Regions from separate parts of the Mus musculus genome. Here region 2 is linked to region 1. The links are chromatin contacts, called in public promoter capture Hi-C maps. All regions are on one chromosome and are shown on one strand. Each heading gives the region's core, a stretch centred on a gene start, on an enhancer-like site or on the middle of the called end of the contact. The rest is flanking DNA. Distances are from core to core; before and after follow the strand shown. Region 1 holds the start of Tuba3b (tubulin, alpha 3B). Region 2 overlaps Itpr2 (inositol 1,4,5-triphosphate receptor 2).

What was found. Promoter capture Hi-C pulls out the DNA fragments that hold promoters and counts their contacts.
Region 2: a promoter capture Hi-C map of embryonic stem cells shows a contact between it and region 1, with 3 times the contacts expected there. The contact joins the enhancer-like site here to the promoter of Tuba3b in region 1. A contact is called at or near these places in 7 of 39 promoter capture datasets (the 3T3-L1 cell line, cranial neural crest, embryonic stem cells and 3 more) and 1 of 9 other capture datasets (embryonic stem cells).

The regions. Positions count from the first base shown.
Region 1 is chr6:145,613,136-145,620,636 of GRCm38.p6, forward strand. It overlaps Tuba3b (tubulin, alpha 3B), which reads left to right and starts at 2,828. Exons shown (of 5, transcript NM_009449.3): 1 at 2,828-2,954; 2 at 5,098-5,320; 3 at 5,597-5,745; 4 at 6,048-6,728. The coding sequence starts at 2,952. Gm38475 (a long non-coding RNA gene) reads right to left here and starts at 1,184. Exons shown (of 3, transcript XR_378153.2): 1 at 756-1,184.
Region 2 is chr6:146,395,048-146,402,548 of GRCm38.p6, forward strand. Itpr2 (inositol 1,4,5-triphosphate receptor 2) reads right to left here. Exons shown (of 57, transcript NM_019923.4): 11 at 1,866-2,017. Among named protein-coding and RNA genes, the nearest start is that of Itpr2, 100 kb to the right of the region's middle. Within about 2 kb of position 4,079, at least 19 of the 459 cell types and tissues checked have an H3K27ac peak or open chromatin away from gene starts, as enhancers often do.

The sequences.
Region 1 (7,501 bases), core at 1,578-4,077:
CTAATTTCATCTAATCTTGTATTTCTGGTCCCTGTCCTTTCTCTCTGTGTTCTGTAGGACAGGCTCTCCTGTAGCCCAGACAAGTGTCAAGCTGTTAGGGAAGACCTCTGACTCCTGATCGGGTCCTGGGAATACAGGCATGGCCTCTTACACGGTGCTGCAGATGGAACCCAGGATCTTACGCAGGCTAGGCAAGCACTCTGTCAACTGAAACAGTTTAATCAGAATTTTATAAGCAAACAGTCCAAGGAGAGACCGGTTGGAGTAGGCTGTCCCAGGAGAGGGAGCAGGTCAATGCACTGTGTTGTGAATTTTAAAGAAAATTGTATGAATATGGATGAGGTGGGTGGCATTCTTATGGAGTAAGGTGACCTTATTTCCCTCTGAAATCACAGCGAACTTGATCTGCATTTTACAGAATTCCTTTACATGAGCCTCTAGGAAAGCCCACAGAGGGGGCATCAGATCCACAATGACACCAGGTCTTTTGGGGACACAGACCATCCAATATTACACAGGTATGGGAGAACACCTGGACACTATAGTTTCTGATATAGTGGGAACGGTTTGGCTTAACTAATATTCCATCAGGGAACATATCTACCACAGCAGTTTTTCTATTTATCAACTGTTCACTCATCCAGTATCAATCAGACCCAGATTTTATTCTTCATTCATATTTATAGGGTTATCGTTCAATCAAACTCTTTCCCAGGGCTCAGTGTGTCATTATAAGAAGTTGAACAAACACTCACCTCCCACTACTGTGAACCTGGATTGACATCCACAGGAGAGAAGCTGCCCAAAGGGGCTTTTCTGAGACCTGGGTGTGTAAATGAGATCACGGTCTGTGGAGGTGATGGGTTTCTCCTCCGTAGGAGGTCCAGGTGAACAGAGTTGAACACCACCACCAGCTCCATGAGGGGGGCTCATTCCGGGCTTCACACACAGCTGCGTGCTGCTTTCAGAGCAGGGTAGGAAAAGCACAGCCGCTGGCCTTCACACAACCCCCAACACCTGCATTTGCTCCCGATTCTCAAAGCTAGCGTTCCACCTCAGCTTCCCCGTCGAGGACCTTCCTCCTTGCTCTGCAGCCATTCATCTCCCTTTACTCATTTGTCCACCAAACACCGCTGTCAGCTTATGCTGACCTGAGCCGTGGTATCATGGCCAAGAGCAACTAACCAGAGGAAACGATTTGTTTGGTTTATATTTCCGGGTCAGTCAATTCCTGGGGGATGTCAGGGAGGAACCCAAGCAAGAACTTGAAGAAGCAGAGATCATAAAAGGAATGTTCCTCATTGGGCTTGCTCACGCTCTGCACAGCTAAATTTCCATAGACAGCCCAGCACCACCTGTCCAGAGATCAGTGCCACCCACAGCGGGTGCGGCCTTCTACATCAGTCACTAACCAAGACAATCCCCCACATGCTTGCTCACAGGCCTATCTGATTGATCTGGGACAAACTGACAGTTAACAGATAACCAAGACATGTGGGAACAGGGGTGCCTATGACCAGGAACATGGTTAAGATGGTAAAGTACTCACCTGCCATCCAAGATACATGGGGTTTGATTCCCAATACCGTATATACAGAGCTTAGTTACATAGGTTCATATCACCCGCACTTTGGAGGTAGAGGCTAGAGAATCAAAGTCTTAGGCTGTTCTGGACGGCACAAGTTCAAGGCAGGTTGGGATAGATCTGACTCAAGAAATAAATAATTTCTTTTTAATCTGAAGCTATGGCTTCTCCATCAGGCCAGACTGTACCCCCCAAGCTGTGCGCTAAAACAAACACTCTCTTCCATAAAAAAGAAAAAAATCAACAAGGTATGGTGGTACATCTCTGCAGTCCCAGCTACTCAGGAGGCCAGAGGAGTGACCACAATTTGAGCCTAGAAGTTCCCAACTTAATGGAATCACACACACTAAAAGAATAATTGTATTACCAGTAAGAAAACTAAATCTCAGCAAGGTGGTTTTAAAAATCTTGTTTGATCCTAGTTACATAAAAAAATCATAAATGTATACACACAGGGATGAAGGACAGCCAGTATTTCTCTCTAGCTTGTAAAATTTCCATTTTACTATTTGAAAGTTCAAATCCATTCTTGGTTACAGGGAGAGTCAAGTCCAGGGTGGGATACAGAAGTTTATGCCAATAAAATAAAATAAAATAAAATAAAATAAAATAAAATAAAATGGCACAACATGCTATATAGCCTTCAATTCAATTATGTGCATTTGGATATCCTGAGGAAGGAAGGTATGTCCACTGATCCCCACCAGGCACAGTGCATACCTATAGTCCCAGCACTGATGCAAGCTAAGACAAGAGTTCACCTTACATCATCCCGAGCCAGCCAGAGCTACATACCCCAACCCAGATGACTGTTCAGGAAGACTCTCAAACGGATGCTGGCTTCCCAGGATGTACATAACTGGTGCCCAGAAACTCGTGTCTTTGGAAGAAGGGCCATCTGCCTTTCTCTTAGGTCTGGCCAGAGATCTTCTCTGCACCAGGTAATACGAGGCGAGGTGAGACATGGCAGGATGGTGGGGGGAGTGCACAGCCGCAAAGCCCTCCCCAGGTCACGCATGCGCAGACCAGGGAAGCTTGAGCACCCCACTTGTCCTGCGCAAAGCCGGATGTCAGGGATGCGCAGACCTCCAGTCTCCCGATCCTAAGTTCTCTCCCCTCCAGCCACTCCAGAGCCTTCCCGCCAAATTTACATCCAATCAGAAAGTACCACCGCTTCAAATTGAGCCACATCCAATCGCAAAAAGGACGTGGCGCCTAAGCCTGCCCCCGAGACGCTCTGGACTAATGAGCATCCAGGGAGAAAGCGTTAAGTACCCGGAGCATCCAGCCTGGACCGTTGGGCGCACGAGCGGCGGTTGAGGAGCAGCTCTGAGGATCGGCTGAGGTGCTCTGCTAGGAGTTCAGCATGGTGAGAACAGCCCGAACCGGGGTGGGACCCACGGGAGGGAGAACGCCATCTCCTCAGAGTCTGGGGTCCTGTGAGGGTGAGCAAGCGAAGCGGCTGGGAGCCCGCTTCTCCTCTCCCAGGTCCCCGGCAGGGGGTGGGGTGGGATGGGGGTGTTAGGTCTCAGAGCCTGGCATCTCCTCATGGCCCAAACTCTCTCAAGAGGGAGATGCACCTTGGGGTGCAGAACCTGCCTGGAGTCCCAGCCCAACAGCACCTGACAAAAGAGGCACAAGAGTTCCAGCCTTAGCCTCGTCCGATTCCAGTCTCGAGAGTGCCGAGATGGGTTTTTGGAAAGGGAACTTTTGTGTTTTCTGATGCCAGTGCCCTTGACTGAGAAAACAATCAATCGCCTGGGTTCCAGAAGATTCTAGAAGCTACCAAGCTTTCTGGCCTAATGCTCACCATAGGAAAGTGAAAGTGAAAGTGACCGAGCCCAGACAGCTTCAGTTTGGAAATTTAAGAGTCTCTCACGGCCTTTGCTGGTCCCTAGCTTACTGTGCAGGGGGAAATCCTCCAGACTCTGATAGTCCTGCCCTCTGCCTTCTCTGTCAGAATCACAGATGTTGGCCACCAAACTTCCCAAAGAAGTTTTTGTATTTTGTGCCTGCAGCTCCTTGTCATGTTAGGTGGTTTATAAGTGGAATCATTTGTGCCCTTTAGAAGGTATATGAGCTATGGTGTGGCATGCCACAGTCCCAAACACTATGCAGGCAGAGGTAGGGAACTTGGATGCCCAAGACTAATCTGAGGTAGTGAATTTGAGACCAGCACAGGCTACAAGACCTTAAGGGGGAAAACATAAAACTGAGAACCTTTCTTAAGTTTTTGGTTTGTTTTAAAATGTGTAGGTGTGTCTTTGGGAAGTGTGTGTTCATGACTGCCATTTCCCAGAGAAGCCAGAGAGGGCAGTGACTATCCAGAGGCTGCAGTCATGGGCAGTCCCTGAAAGAGGAGAACTTAACAAACAAACCATCTCTCCTGCCCTAGGCAGGGAACTTTTTAAAATATCTATATTCACTCAAAAGGAACACATGCTAACAAATACCAAATGAGATCTAGGTCTAAACAGCCGGAATGTGTTTGTTTTTTTTGACAGGGTCTCATGGTAAACTCAAACTTGTCTCCCTGCCTTAGCCTCATAATTGAGCTAGTTCCTGTCTTGTATCACCACACCTGGCTTGATCATTATTTTTTCATTAAGAAATGTATTGAGAAGGCACTTCAGCCCCCATCCTTTTGTTCTTATGGTGAAATCCTTGCCGTGCATGGAATTTGGCAACATATTCTAACTTGATTTCTGTTGCTGGGATAAAAACACCAGAGCGACTTTTAGGAGGAAGGGGTTTATTTGACTTCCAGGCTATGTAGTCTGCCAGTGGAAACCCATGCAGGAATGAAGGCAAATTATCTCTGTGAGTTCAAGTCAGCCAGGGAAACATAGTGAGACCTTATCTTAAAACAAAAAAGAGAAAGAAAAGTGGCAGGAAACTAGAACGCAAGATTTTCTAGATGGGCAGATAAAAAACACAGTGACTACCCAGGCTAGGGCTGGGTACCCTGGGACCTATTCTGTCTTTTTTATTAGAGTATATCTTATCCTTTAGACAGGCCACTATTAAAACCACATAGATTATTTTCCAGAGAATTACTGTGACTGTCCATGATGAGCTAATTGTCGACATTGTATGGTGTGCAAGTCTTAAACTTTAATATTTTGAAAAGTGGCAAACATTTATACTCTGGGGTGAACTCCTACTGAAGAGTATGGTTAGCCTCATGTGATGGCTTACATTTCTAATTCTAGAACTTGAGAGGCTGGGGCAAGAGGATTATCACTAGAGAGTTCAGAGCGGAACAAGCTGCTCTCTCTCTCGTGTGTGTGTATGTGTTGAGATATGGTTGGACTTGAATGTACTTACTCTTTCCTTCTGAGAACTGGAATTCCATAATCCTGCACAACCATACCTAGTGGAAGTCAGTTTTAACAGAGATAAAAGGAGTGCCTGAGCATTCTTGGAAATAAAGTTTGAAAATAGACACCAAGGTACTACTCAAAATTGTATAGGTGTGTCATGCAGTTTCATGTTTCTGTTCTGGTTTCCAGCGTGAGTGTATCTCTATCCACGTGGGGCAGGCAGGTGTCCAGATTGGCAATGCCTGCTGGGAGCTGTACTGCCTTGAACATGGTATTCAGCCTGACGGTCAGATGCCAAGCGACAAAACCATTGGCGGCGGGGACGACTCATTCAACACATTCTTCAGTGAGACTGGAGCCGGCAAGCACGTGCCCAGGGCAGTGTTTGTGGACCTGGAGCCCACTGTGGTCGGTAGGTGCTTGGGGCCTGAGTGGAGGCTTTCCTGGGAAACTGGGGTGTCTCGGAAAAGCCCACCGAGACCTGTGCAGAGTAGACAGGATGTACATATACATAGTATGTAGAATTGTGACTTTGTTGGGTGAGAAAATTAAAGTTGTATGAGCTGTATGATATGTGTACTCTTAGTGATATATATTTCCTAGGAGAAACTGTTGACATTTGTGCTTAATGGAATTGAACAGTCCTTGCCTGAAATACTCACACTACGTATGGTCTTTCTCTCTCTAGATGAAGTACGCACCGGAACCTACCGGCAGCTTTTCCACCCAGAGCAGCTCATCACTGGGAAGGAAGATGCAGCCAACAATTATGCCAGAGGTCATTATACCATTGGCAAGGAGATTGTTGACCTGGTCCTGGACCGGATCCGAAAACTGGTAAGAGGGTTGTAGAAGAGGCTTCATATGATGGTTGTCCCGGTCAAGGGGGTCACAGGTAGTGGGGGAGTTATTTTGGCAAAAAGGTTAGAATCAAGAATCTATCATGAGTACCAAAATATTTTACTAGTCTCCACTGAGATGCATCTACAGGTCTTCATTGTATTCAAACCCAGTGCGGCGTCTGTATGGTAGACGATCTGAATTTGCATCAGTTTGTAGAAGTGGAAGTCCTGCATGTGGGGTGGAAGTCGGGATGTGGCTTTGTAGGCACTAGCTTATGTACTCTGGTTTTACCACAGGCCGATCTGTGCACGGGACTGCAGGGCTTCCTCATCTTCCACAGCTTTGGAGGTGGCACAGGGTCTGGGTTTGCATCGCTGCTGATGGAGCGGCTTTCAGTGGACTATGGCAAGAAGTCCAAGCTGGAGTTTGCCATCTACCCAGCCCCCCAGGTTTCTACAGCGGTCGTGGAGCCTTACAACTCCATCCTGACCACGCACACCACCCTGGAGCATTCCGACTGTGCTTTCATGGTGGATAACGAAGCCATCTACGACATCTGCCGGCGCAACCTGGATATTGAACGTCCCACATACACCAACCTCAACCGTCTGATTGGGCAGATTGTGTCATCCATCACAGCCTCCCTAAGGTTCGATGGCGCCCTGAATGTGGACTTAACAGAATTCCAGACCAACCTGGTGCCATACCCTCGCATCCACTTCCCACTGGCGACCTATGCCCCAGTCATCTCTGCTGAGAAGGCATACCATGAGCAGCTGTCAGTAGCAGAGATCACCAATGCTTGCTTCGAGCCAGCCAATCAGATGGTCAAGTGTGACCCTCGCCATGGCAAATACATGGCCTGCTGCATGTTGTACCGGGGGGATGTGGTTCCCAAAGATGTCAATGCGGCTATTGCCACCATCAAGACCAAGCGCACCATCCAGTTTGTAGATTGGTGCCCGACTGGATTTAAGGTAGGACTGGGTGCTATGACAGTTATGTCTGCCAGTAACCATAGGTTCTGCCTCAGGGTCATAGCTTTGGGCAAGCTCATGGCCCTTGCCATGTCAGGCTCCAAAGAAGGCATGAATAGTAATTAGGTTGCTAAGTGACTTTATGCTTCTCCAAATAATTCTGGGTACCCTTTCTTAAAACCATCAATTACCAAACCTTAAGTGGACAGATGAGTTTTCTCAGTCAGTGAGACGTTGAGAAGGGAGGGAGTGTCTTTTACTAGCTTCTACCTATGCCTTACTCAGGTTTCCTCCCGGAGGAACCTCTAGTTCAACAGTAAAGAGCTGGCCTATGGGTTGTACAAGTTAGGGGCTGTCTGCCCCTAAGAGTAGAGTCGACCAACACCAAGTGGACATTATTAATCTCTTAGTTGTGAGGAGTTGAGTTTTGGTTTGTTTATATTTTTATTACTATTTTGGACAATATCACTGTGGTTTACCACACATTCTTTTACAACCATTTACTTGTGCTACTACTGGTAGTAGCTACTGCTAGTTTCCATGTTTAAAAGTGAAGTTTTGGTCTGGCATTCACGGTGGCACATGCATATGATACCAGCACTAGAGAAAGTTCAAGGTCATTCTTTGTCACATAGTGAGGATCAAAACTATGGAAGGCTGAAAAGCTGAACTGTCCCCGAAGCTTAGAAAGCTTTTGAGGTTTGTATTATAAGACAAGAGTTGAGATAGACTATGCCTCCTATAGGTGATCTTTGTCCCACTGCTCCCAGCTC
Region 2 (7,501 bases), core at 2,829-5,328, 780 kb after region 1:
GTACCATAAGAGCTCGAAGTTTGAGAAAGTCTGCATTTCATACTGGAATCCACTGGGTAATGCTTTTTAAAAGATGCCATATCCACATCTCACCCCAAGACTGACTTTCCTACTCTCAGAATGACCCAGACCCACTCCTCAGATCTTTCTCAGTCAGTCTGAGAAGGCCTGCTCTAACTCAGCTTCTGCCCTATGACCTATGACCTATGACCTATGACCTATGAGCATTACCCACGATGAAGCCAGGTAACAGATATGAAGAACTTGACATGAGGCTTGGCGGGCACAAAGAAAATATCAGAGGATTTCAGATGAGGATGTAAGAGTGGTTAGTGTTAAGAGTTTTTGTTAGCTATAGCTCAGTGAATGACAGCTGAATCCATGTTAACACAAATTCTTCTCAACACAGAAAAGGACTTCAAGCACTCTGAACAGCAGTAGCTAACACACGGGCACAGCAAGACTTCATAACCTTGTGGTGGGTCTATGCACCTGACCATGGGTGCTTGCCACTTCCTTAAACAAATTCTCCTGCGCTGAATTCAAGATAGATCCCATTTTTGCTGACTTGGATCTAGAATGACTTAAGTCAGAGTAATGATTAAGATCCCCATACAAGAAGGCAGACACTTGGCCAAAGCAGCAGAGGGCGTGTCTTCACAGGCTACACTGCTAAGCAAGTGTGTAGGAGAGATGGGCTCACACCAGGTCACCAGTCAGCAGTTCCCCTCACAAACAAGGTAATCATGGAACCTCTGTGATACTAAAGATATGTGTCTGCATTTTTGTGTGGTCCCTCCAGCTAACCACGGCCATTTGGCAGGCCCAACTTCAACGCTGTGTCATCACAGCCAAATTAGAACCATCCCACATGTGTAACAACATGGACAAGATACACTGTGTCTAGGGAAAAAAAAGTTTAACAAAAATATTCACACTCGTGCTAAAGAACCCAATAACCTCTCTACACGAACACTGGCTGGCTCATCCCATGCCCCTTCCTCTTGCTTAGGTCGCTCTACACTGGCCTCCTAGAATTTTTCAAGCTGATTCCCCCTCCTACTTCTGCTGCCTAGAATGTTCCTCTCCGAAGGGAACCGCTCAGCCCATGCAGTCTTTCCTCAGAGAGGCCATTTCTGCACCCTCTGGCCTAACCTCACCCCCAGAGGTTTTTCTTTGAAGCACTTCATTATCTTTTTATAGGCCTCATGGAGATGGAACTCTGAAGAGACGCTTGCCTCTCTGCTTCCCAGTGTACTAACTAAATCTCCATTTCTGCTTTTCACTTCTGATTTGGCTCTTTTAATTGGCTTACTGAGCACATGAGACCAGACCTGGCTTAGGGCACTGGTTGTGACCCACAATCGAAACCAACTTCAGCTCACAGGTTTATTGGTCCCATGACTCTGTTTCTCCTTTCGATGCCCAGGGCCAGGCCTGCCTTGAAACTGACAGCCAACAGAAACTTCCTAGCTGGGCCACTAACAAGATGAACAAGGAAATGAGCCAAGTGGGAATCTGACACCGAAGGAAACAAAATTTAGATTTTTAAATGCTATTAGATTACCTTTCATTACTGTGACCAAAGGCGGTTCAAGTGAATAAATGATTCTAATAAATTTTTCAGAACTCCTTTCATTTTAATTATTTATATGAATAAAATAAGCTACGTTAGCATGTTCACCTTAGACTCAGAACATTTTTCGAGCATTTCCTTCACTCATGGTCTCTTCTACTGTGAAACTTGTATCAATATTACACTTTTCATTCCTTACTTGTTGGGGAAACTATTCAAAGAAACATCTGCTCAGCCTAACTTTTTACTCATTTGTTTATTTATTTTTTTATTTTGTATTTCTTTTTACCTCGGAACCAGGCAGTCGGCTCTCTGCAGAGTTGTGGCATCAAGTTCAAAAAGGGACGCGATGTCATTTCCGTGTGGGACTGAAACCAGGGTGTACATGATCTTCTCCCCTGCCTGGCGTTTTTTCTTTGGTGTTGGAATCTCCCCGTCTTTCTGTGGAAGAGGTCCAAGGTTATTCACATTTAGTGTTAACTGCTCCAGCTAATAGGGACATAAGGTGTGAGCTTGCTCACCGTTCCTTCACTGGGTTACAGGAGTGTCTATCCTGAATCACCCTTCAGAAGACCAGGGCTCACAGCCTTTGTAATGATTATGGGCAGTTGTACAGCCTATGTTCCCGGGAGGGGTAGTCTAATCTGAGCATGCCCTTGGGCACAGCAGTTATGGCTCCTTCTCTGGTGGCTGTATACCAATTTACAACATAAGGATTTGATCCTCCACATTTAAGTCACCAGAACTCTCTAAATGCCACGGACTCAAGAAGACATACAAATGACCAGTGACTATAGGAAAACATGCTCAGTTATGTGTGTGTGGGGGGGGGGAGGTAAATCAAAACCACAGCAAAGCAGACAGCCTCCCAGGCTAGGGACATGATGACCTAAGTCCAGAGATAAATGGCCAAAGGTCAGAGCAAGGGAACCCTTGTATCCTGTGGGTGGGATGTAAAGTATTGTGAAAACACATGGCCTGGGGATTCTTCCTGTGGGCATGATGATGTGAGAAAGATGCAGGGTCACGTTCAAGTGCACAAATGCAATCCCCACCTCACAAAGAGACCTGCACCCCAGGCTGGCTGAAGACTAGTCAAAAAGCCATTCATGGAAAAGCCAAAGGCAGACAGACAGACGGACGGATGGACAAACTACAGACAATAGGAAGGAAGGAAAGGAGGAAGGGAGGAAGAAAGTGAGTTAAAGGATGTAGATTCATTGGCCCACAAAAAGAACGTGCAGTTTCAGTCAACTGTGAATGGCAGAGCAGCAGCTTTCTCTGGAGGCTCCAGACTGTGAAACCACAGCACTGACTGCCAGTAACAGAGGCAGGAAGGTTGGGGGGGGGGGCAGGGGATGGAGGGGCACGTGACCCTCTTGTAAAGAACCAAAGGAAGAACTTGTGCAACATAAAACACTTCCCTCCCTTTCTCCTTCCTTCCTTCTTTTTAGACAGGGTCTCCCTAAGCAGCCCAGGCTGGCCTCAGACTCACAGCAGCCTTCCTGCTTCAGCCTGCCAAATCTGGAGTTAAGACCATGAGCAGCCGCTCCCAACTGGAGTTCCCTCTCAAAGACAGAGGCTGCCATAAGCTCTGATGTTAAAGACAGCACTGATTATGGTGAAGAAGGTGGCAGAAGGAGACTAAGTCAGAGTGGGGGGGGGGGGTCCCAATACTTGAGACGCAGAAGCAGGGGGATCTCTGTGAGTTCTAGGCCAACCTGGTAGCCTCTCCTCCAAAATGAATTCCAGAACAGAAGAGTTTTACAGAGAAACCCTGTCTCAAGGGAAAGGAGTGTGGGGCAGGGATAGGAAGTTTGTTTTCAGTTACATCCTTAGGGACATAAAAACTTTCAGAGAATCGAGCATACTCAAGCTGGGGCAACAAGCTGTTAGCAGAGCTTGTGGATTCTACAAGTCTATTGACACCAAGAGAATCACAGATACGTCGAGCACTGTTCCTTTAGAGGAGGTGACCAAGAATGTAAGAGCACAGAGCTGAAAAGCCAGCTCCTAAACGATCTTCCTGGACACTAGGCAGTGAGATCCAGCAATATCTCAGTCCACTTGCTGCTGTTGCAACCGAGCCCCACAGACCTGGTAATTTCTTAGGTCTCGATTCTGGAAGCAGGGGGCTAAGCACACGGAGGTGTCAGCTCTGAGGGCCTTGGTGCTACATTGTGACATGGAGACTACCACCCCATGAGCCAGAACCACCAAGCCCCAGCCTGGTTCTGCAACAAGCCACGCTAACACACTAGCCCAGGAATCCGGGAGTGAGGTCTCTCCATCACTGACTCCTCATGCCCACTTCTCCCAGAGAGCCCCACCCCACTGTGACATTGACGATCAAGTTTCCAACACAGGCAGGACATTCAAAGGACAGTAGGCCATAAGGGGCTTATGTAGACAGGAGATGCTATAATCAAAATACTACTGAGCTCAGGGAGACCAGCTTTTCTGAGTTACACAAAAGGAGAGCCAGATTGCAACAGTCTGGTGTAGAAAAGAAGTTGCAGTGTTCTTGGAAAAGTACTGTATCACTAAAAGGAATGCATTGTGTCACAGTTTGCTGACTGAGCTCTCCTCCACTTAGTATAACCCAGCTTTTGATGCCCATACTCTTTGGGGGAAAATGTGCTAAACGGATGCAGCTATTTAGGGCTATTTGACAGTGTAGCCTGTACTTCAGTCCTCTGTAAGTTCATACTGGGGTTCAATCCTCTCTTCACCCCACTTTTGAAATGCTAACCAGAGGATTTTCTAGAATGACAAGATGTCAGGTCTAGATTACTCTACTGCTCTTCTTGGTAATGTCTCTCTCGGGGACCCAACCAGAGTAGCCAGGACCCTCTCTGTATTTTGACACTTGCACTGCAATGATTCTTTTCAAAATATGTATTTTTAAAATGTGCTAATTAGGGTTAATTAAAACAAACCACTGCAAATTGTTAATAGTATTGGAGACTTGTGGCTTTATTGTAACTACATAGAACACATGGAGTGTGTTCTCCTTCTCCATCCTTCCCATTGGCCTTTGCAAAAATAGTTCTAATGCATAGAAAATGTCTGTTCATAAATAATTTCACAACTGTGTATGTGGAAGAGCATCCGACATGCCTACATGACTTTTACAAGAGCCTTGTTGGAAGCTTCCTGCTTCGACTCTCCCACGCTCTGGCTAGTTTATTTAACAAACTCCATTTCATAAACAGTTTGGAAGTAAGCATCAAGACTGCCCCTTAGAATTTTTAAGCAATTAAATATGTATAATGCATTATGAGCATAGCAGGCACCTGGAAGCTGTTTTTCTAAGGAGACTCCACCCTTGAGTCACCGGCTGGCTTAAGACAGGATGGAAGCCTGGCCTCTCCAAACACCTTGCATTTCTGTCTTCTTCATTTCCACTCAGACCCTGCACGTAGGCACTACACACTCAAAGAACGTCTGTATCCCTTACCTATCTCGGTACCCTCAGAGACTAAAGGCACAGAGACATCATTGTCCTGAGCCTGCAGCCACCTTGGATCCCGAGAGAAACCCACAAAGGACACACAGTCCCCCAGTGAGGCGAGTACCAATGAGGGCATTCAGCTACACTCTCAACAGAAGCGATCATTTTGTGGGAACGGAGTGGTGCACTCAACAGTAACTTCTTCATACCTCCTGTGGAACCTGGTCTGAGAAGTGGTGACCAGACTGAGCCCTGACCAGGGCTGCATGGTTACATCTAGGTCGTCCTCTGTTTAGAGCCAAGGCTCCTGTCAGGACCTTGAAGACAGGCGAGCTCACTGGCCTCTTTCACCTGCTCTTCCTCCCACTGTAGCCACACTGAAACGTCCCCTCCCTCTGCTTTCCCTCTCAGTCTTCTCTCTAATTCTTGTGTCAGGATGTCAAGCCCAGCCTGTCAAGGCTGCCAGAGTCACCAGAAAGCTTTAGTTATACACATACTAATGAGTGTAGCTTCGATAATAGAAAGGTAACCCTGCCTCTTTACAGCATAAAGAAAATTCTGTCCAAACTCATGAGCTTTGTGGATTCTGCTTATAAAACCCTCGATATTTAAGGGGACAAAAAAGGGGACACAGGAACTGTAGCTCCCTGCAGAGAATTGTGGAAGTGTCACAGTTTGCCTGCCATCATAAAAATGGAAAAGTAACCAAGGGAGCTTAAACAGGTGCCAGTTCACCGCCAGGAAGCTCTCTCTGACACACACCCAGCTCAGGAGCCCGGGTCTCAGATCGCCACCTGGTTGCTTATTAGCACATGCTAGTTGCTTACCAAACAGGCATGTTTCATAAATTTGTGTATGTGTGGGTGTACATGGGAGTGTGTGTGCATGTTTCCATGTGTGGGTGCAGGAGTGTGTGTATGTGAGTGTGTGAGTGTGTATGAGTGTGAGTATATGTATATGAGTGTGTGTGTATGAGTGTTTATGAATGTGTGTATTGTGTGAGTATATGTGTATGGTTATAGGTGACTGCGAGTGTGTATATGTGTGTATGAGTGTGTGGATATGTGAGTGTGTGTGAGTATCAGTGTGTGTGCATGTTCTCATATGTAGGTGCAGGGTGTGTATAGGTATGTGAGTGTCTGTGTGAGTATATGTATGTATGTGTATATGAGTGTGTATGTGAGTATGTGTGAGTGTGAGTATGTGTGTATGAGTGTGTGTCTATGAATATGTGTATGTGTATATGTGAATGTATGTGTATGGATATAGGTAAGTGTGTATGTGTGTATGAGTGTGTGGGTATGTGAATGTGTGTAAGTATAAGTGTGTATGCATTTTCTCACATGTAGGTACAGGTGTATCTATGTATGTGAGAGAGAGTGTGTATATGTAGGGGTGTGTGTGTGTGTGTGTGTGTGTGTGTACCAGAGGTCAATCTTGAACCTCAATTTTTGGAGACAAAGTCACTAGAAGTTAGATCTTGACAAGTAGGCTAGACTGGCTGGCCAGCAATCCCCAAGGACCTGCCTGTCTCCCCACAATGCTGCAGTGACAGGCAGGCACCACCATAGCCAGCTATTTTTAAGTGGTGCTGAGGTTGAACTCTGGTCCTCATGCTTGCAAAGCAAGCACTTGACTGACTAAGTTGTCTTTCAACCCCAGATGGCATTCTTTTTAAACTAGAAAGAAAAAGCACCGATCTCTGGGGCTGCATAGGGAGGGCTGCACAGGGAAGGCTGCACAGGGAAGACTGCACAAGGAGGCACTGCACAGGGAAGGCTGCACAGGAAGGGTTGCACAGGGAGGCACTACACAGGGAGGTACTGCACAGGGTGGGCTGCACAGGGAGGCACTGCTCAGGGAGGCACTGCACAGGGAGGGCTACACAGGGAGGCACTGCACAGGCTGGGCTGCACAGGCTGGGCTGCAAAGGGAGGCACTGCACAGGGTGGACTGCACAGGAAGGCACTGCACAGGGTGGGCTGCACAGGGAGGCACTGCACAGGGTGGGCTGCACAGGGAGGCACTGCACAGGGTGGACTGCACAGGAAGGCACTGCACAGGGTGGGCTGCACAGGGAGGCACTGCACAGGGAGAGCTGCACAGGGAGGCACTGCACAGGGTGGGCTGCACAGGGAGGCACTGCACAGGGTGGGCTGCACAGGGAGGCACTGAACAGGGAGGCACTGCACAGGGAGGGCTGCACAGGGAGGCACTGCACAGGGTGGACTGCACAAGAAGGCACTGGACAGGGTGGGCTGCACAGGGAGGCACTGCACAGGGTGTGCTGCACAGGGAGGGCTGCACAGGGAGGCACTGCACAGGGTGGACTGCAACAAGAAAGCACTGCACAGGGTAGGCTCCACAGGGAGTCACTGCACAGGGAGAACTGCACAAAGAGGGCTGCACAGGGAGGGACTGCATAGGGAAGGCTGCACACTGCCCAAGGAGGGCTGCACAGGGAGGCACTG